Linked DNA regions of Pan troglodytes: region 1 is linked to region 2. The links are chromatin contacts, called in public HiChIP or PLAC-seq maps. All regions are on one chromosome and are shown on one strand. Each heading gives the region's core, a stretch centred on a gene start, on an enhancer-like site or on the middle of the called end of the contact. The rest is flanking DNA. Distances are from core to core; before and after follow the strand shown.

The links. HiChIP or PLAC-seq counts read pairs in DNA pulled down with a chosen protein or histone mark.
Region 1: a contact with region 2 is called in an H3K4me3 HiChIP or PLAC-seq map of stem cell-derived excitatory neurons, with 2.2 times the contacts expected there. The contact joins the promoter of UBQLN1 here to the promoter of IDNK in region 2. A contact is called at or near these places in 1 of 7 Hi-C or Micro-C datasets (stem cell-derived neural progenitor cells) and 1 of 1 datasets of contacts at active chromatin or transcription factors (stem cell-derived excitatory neurons).

Annotation. Positions count from the first base shown.
Region 1 is chr11:74,167,620-74,170,319 of NHGRI_mPanTro3-v2.0_pri, reverse strand. UBQLN1 (ubiquilin 1) reads left to right here and starts at 1,449. Exons shown (of 11, transcript XM_009456778.4): 1 at 1,449-2,298. The coding sequence starts at 2,119. LOC107976692 (histone-lysine N-methyltransferase SETMAR) reads right to left here and starts at 1,979. Exons shown (of 2, transcript XM_016961027.4): 1 at 1,647-1,979.
Region 2 is chr11:74,081,121-74,083,820 of NHGRI_mPanTro3-v2.0_pri, reverse strand. IDNK (IDNK gluconokinase) reads right to left here and starts at 1,294. Exons shown (of 4, transcript XM_024345681.3): 1 at 57-1,294. The coding sequence starts at 509. All of the region lies in intron 1 of FRMD3 (FERM domain containing 3), which reads left to right.

The DNA.
Region 1 (2,700 bases), core at 200-2,699, 86 kb before region 2:
TTCTCATGCAGGTCAGGATTATATCTAAAAAGTGCCATAACAATGGATAACTATATGGTATCTTCTTACAGGTAAATCTTATTACCTTATAGTGTCACACACATCAAACATTTTTAGACAATAATGTAGACACAGATAATTGCAAAGTCCATAAATGCAGGGAGACAGACAGACACACACACACACACACACACACACACACACGGTATTTGTTGGAGAATCAAGGGAAAAACCGTATCTCTAAATGGTAGGGAGTGAAGTCTTCCTGGGGCATGTGATACAGGATGAGTAGAAGTTAGACAGGTGAAGGCAAGGGGAAAGTCATTCTAGGTAGAGGAAGGCAGCCTAGGCAAAGCATGCAGGTAAGACACAGCATGACAGGGAAAAACAGGTAATGAGGAGCTAATGAAGTTGAGGAGAAATTTTATTTAGACATATGGAAGAAATTCCAAATGATTGGTTATCCAGTTGTGGCACTTTCTAGCTTTAGAAGCAGTGATTATCTCACACCTGGACATAACCAAGTAGTCATCCTTCATTAAGCAGAAGGCCTTGTTATTGAGCCATGCTGCCAGAAATTTAGGTGATATTAAATGATGTCTATACTGAAATCGATACCCTCAGAATTCTCTTAGACCCAGAGTCCATAGAGCTCTGCTAAAAAGTCGTGTTTATGTAACAGTATTTATTCTCAGAACAGGGTTGGACGGCTTAGGAGCAGAAACGCAGAATGTATCTTTGCGGATTTGGGTCACAGTGGGCTGTCAGGATTTAAATTGTGCAACATTGATTAATAATGGGCTGGTTTGTACATTCCTTGCAAGTCATCTTTAAAAGCCAATGACGTCATTTCAAATTAGGATTCTCAGAGATAACTTCTCTCTGTATTACACTGAAAATAATTTTGGAACTATCCTTAATGCCACTTAAAGCCTGAAATTGACCAGTAACTTAATTTGATAGAATATAAGGCGAACACCTCAACTATATTAAATTGTCCCATTTGGGTGGACACTCCTCGGGCACCCTGTTCCGCCCTACACACAGATAATCTGGGGGCGCTCGCGCACAGCTGTCATCGTAGCAGCAGAGGCCACTGTCAATACAGGTCGCCTGACTGATCGTCTGACCAAACCGGGCTAACCCGAGGGCGGTAAATAAGCTCTGGCCATGAAGCAATGACTCCGCAGGATTGCGCAGGGCAGTCACGGGCGTTTACTCCATTTTCTGTTCGTTGTGCTGAGGCCTTTCCACCATTAACTTACCCCAACTCCCCCGCATAGGGCAATACGACCCCTCCAAATATCAAACGCTAAGCATATTAAAATAACAAAATACCTCGCCGCTATTTTATCACGAGACCCTCCTCCCAGCGGGGAACGCAGAGTAGACAGAGAGGCAAGGGAGGGCAAGGCGATTGTGACAGCGCGGAGGGGTGAACACGGCCCAGCTGGGCATGAGGTAAGGTGGGGAGACTACCTGGACAGCAAGCGCGCAGGCGCAGCCGCGGCCGCAGGGCCCACTGGTCCCTTTCTAGTAATTTCGCTAACCGTGACGTCATCTCGGTGCGCCGTTACAGCGCTTAACTGGAACCTGCGATTTAGTTTTTGGTGAAAGGAGTGGGAAAAAACCATGAACTGACCTACCCCGCCCCATTTTGCTTTTAGTCCTTCACACTGGCTTCGCCTGCACTTTGGGCAATGGAGCGGGAAAGGAAAAGGCACGCAGGCTGAGCTCAAAGTCGCGCCAGCCGGGGATGACTCGGCGACGCCGCCAGGCGCGTTACCCGGCGTGCTCCGCGCGGCGCCGGCGAAGGGACGTGGGGGAAGGGGCAGGGAGGAGGAAGCGGTGGCTGCTGCGGATGTCGGTGTGAGCGAGCGGCGCCTGAACACACGGCGGCTGCCGAGCGCCTGACCCGGGCCTGCGCCAGAGCCTGCACCGAGCTCCGGGGCCCCACACCCGCTACGGTGGCCCTGCGCCCGTTGCTACTGAGGCGGCGTGCTCTGCATTCTTCGCTGTCCAGGCCTGCCGGCTCTGGTGTCTGCTGGCTCCTCCTTGCTCGCCTGCTCCCTCCTGCTTGCCTGAGTCACCGCCGCCGCCGCCGCCGCCGCCACAGCCATGGCCGAGAGTGGTGAAAGCGGCGGTCCTCCGGGCTCCCAGGATAGTGCCGCCGGAGCCGAAGGTGCTGGCGCCCCCGCGGCCGCTGCCTCCGCGGAGCCCAAAATCATGAAAGTCACCGTGAAGACCCCGAAGGAAAAGGAGGAATTCGCCGTGCCCGAGAATAGCTCCGTCCAGCAGGTGAGGCCGCCTGGGGCTCGGGCCGGGATGGGGGTGGCGGCAGGACCTCCGCCCGCCGCCCCAGGAGACCTTTTGGAAGAGCCTGGGAGAGGGGTCGTCCTCGGCCATTCTCCCGGGCGTCGTCCCAAATTAGATCACACCCAAGTTCGTGGGTTTGCGCCTTGGGACACCGCAATGGTTTGTGGCGTGGCGGCGCGGCCTGTTTGTGGGACGGGCCGATGCCGCTTTTCTCGGAGCCTGCCTTCTCTGGTATCCGCCGACCCTCAGCCTCCTCCCCCAGTTCCCCGCCCTCCGTCGCCTCCCCTCCAACTCCTCACAAAGGAAAGGGACCCACCGCCAGGCTCCGGGCGGGGTGGAGGCTGGGCGGGGGCGAGGGTTCGCTTTAGCTCAGGCTGCGGTTTT
Region 2 (2,700 bases), core at 45-2,544:
CTCCGCCGCGCCCGCAACACCTGTCCCGGGCGCCCCCCGCCCTCTCCCGGACCTACTTCCCCGAGCCGCTCACGCCCATCACCAGCAGCGCGCCCGGCGCCGCCATGACCCAAGCTCGGCTCCTTCCCGTCGCCTTCCGGGCCCCGCCGGCCCCGGCCTACCCGGCGCTCGAGGGGCGGAGCCGCTCTCGCCCCGGCCGGGGCAGTGAGGGCCGTGTCCCTCTGCGCCCTCCCCGTTTTCCCGCGCCCCTTTTCCATGCTTTCCGCCTCCCTTTCCCAACCTCCCGGCCTCTCTCTCCTGCCCCTTCTTTTCCTCTCCCCTCCCCTCCCTCGTTCCTCTTCCCGGAAGTGAAGCGCGCGCCCGGCCTGGCCCTCGCGTCTCCCTGGGCTGGAGGGAGCCGCCCAAAGCCCCGCCACCTGTCGTTCTACTGCCCCGGCCCCTCTTGGTTCCAGAGGAGCCTCAACCTGGCAGGCCGGATCCTCATCCACCCATGGAAAGCATTCATTCATTCATTTATAAAAATGTTCTTGTAAAAAGAATAAACAGAAAATAAGACTCATAATTTCCCACACCAGGCAGCAATAAGCAGCACTTCCTAAAACGACTCCCCTTTCCCCGCGCCCCGTCGTAGATAGATGGGTATGAGTATTTTGTAAAACTGGGATCAGGCCGTACACAGCGTTTTGTAATCTGGCCTTTTGTCACAATAATAAATGGCGGCCATCTTTTGGTGTCAAACTTAGGGTTGAGTGTTGACCGTAGCAGCATATGTCATGGCTGTATGGCTCTGCTGTTAAATCCAGCACTGGTTGGGGCTTTAAGAGGAAGGAGCACCACTTTAAAGTGTCCGTTTGCTTTAAAACAATGTTAATTATGTGTCGTTTGAACTATTTGATTAAAAGCACTTCTAACCGCATTTGGCATCACCTCCTTTGGTCTTTTGTTAACCAAGGTAGGTATTACTCTGTGTCCTAGAAAACAATAAAAGTGACATTATAGCATTTATCTAATGAATAGTTCAATTACCCCTGCACTGCCTTTGTTTTTCATATACTTAGCCTGAGTAGGTGAGATTTCAATCCGGATGGGGGCTGTACAGGTGAAGAAATTGAGGCTTGGAGAGAGGTCTTACAATTCAGTTATGGTCAATACACATTTCTTGAACATCTACCATGTGCTGGTTAATATAATATTAATATTCATTTAAAAGATTACCCTCTAGGCATTCTCAAGCGTGATAAGAGGAATAGATGTGTATGCAAATACTCTAACTCGTGCCCTGCTTCGCTAGCTCAGTATGAAAAAAAAAAAGCTCATATTTCTTTCAATGTTCAAATCAGAATGATTAGCAGAAAATCTGATTCTTCTCCTTGGATTTCTTTCCCCAGACATGTCCAAGGATCTTAAACTTGCTGTGCTGCTCAGGGTGGTGGCAGGAAACAGCATGCTCAAATTGGGGCAGGTGAACAGGATTTAACAAAGGGACTGTTTGTACAGGTGTGGGTAGGGTCAGAAAAAGCAACTAGGGGCAGAGTCCACATCTGAGTAACCGAGAAGTGTTTTCACTCTTAAATAGAAAGGGGCTGATGAGAGGGAGCCTTTATATGGGAAGGGAAGAGAATGGAAGGAGAGAGACAGAGAGAATAGACCATATAGAAAGAAGTGTCTGACAGGACTGTAGCCTTAGGAAGAGAGAGAGAGACATTCCTTGTTGACCCAGCAGAAAAATAATCAGGAGAATAAATAACCTCCCCTCCCCTCCTCTTGCCCTGTGATCTCCTGCTCGTGGCCAAACCCCACCAACCAAACCCAATTGGAAGGTGGAGAGCTAGGGAGTCCAGCGGTGCCCATGCATGCCAATTTCCTGGGCTCAGAGCAGGGAAGAGAAGGGTGGAGATTGTATCTGGAGGTACCAATGAAAGATACCCAGCATGCCAGTGTCAGTGAAACTCTGTGCCTGCTTCCAGGACAGCGGAACTTCAAAGGTGCCCCTAAGAGCTGAATTCCACGTTTTTTTTTTGCTTTCCAAAGAGTGCCACCTGCTGGTCCTGGTTGTCTCGGTGCTTCCCAGCTGTTACTATGTGGCAACCCAGATGCTGAATATTGGTCTGGTTTTAGGTCCTGTCTACTGCAAGAACTGTTGTACTGAGGCACATGGTACTCTGGAAACCCCGAGTCCCTAGCGAGGCACAGCTTCTTGCATGCGTTTCTATAGTCACTCAAGTCCAGATCACCCCCAGATTCTGGACAGCATGTACTGTAAGTCTCAAACAGAAATGGCAGTGCTCCTGTATGAAGCTGACCATTTCCACAGCGGTTAAACAGAGCTCAGTGACGAGCACCTTAATGCGCACAGGCACTTCCCTGGGAGGCAAATCATCCACAAAGATGGCTGGGTTGGGACAGATATTCACATACCAGGAGCCTCACAGCTCTGATATGTCTAATTGAGAAGAGTTTGGATCTTCCCCCTTTCCCTTCCAGGAGAGTCCTTGATCCCAGTTTAATTCTGAGAGTTCAAATAGATGCATGAAAGAGCTTAAAGGTCAAATCCCAGGTCTTAGCCAAGTAGCTTGTTACACTTTCTTCTGGAAGTAATGGCTGTATACTTGCTTCACATCTTCATAATTAAAAGTGGCCACTTGAAAGATCCAGAACAAAGTTTGCAGAAAGGCAAAATGGTATCTGTTATCTCAATAG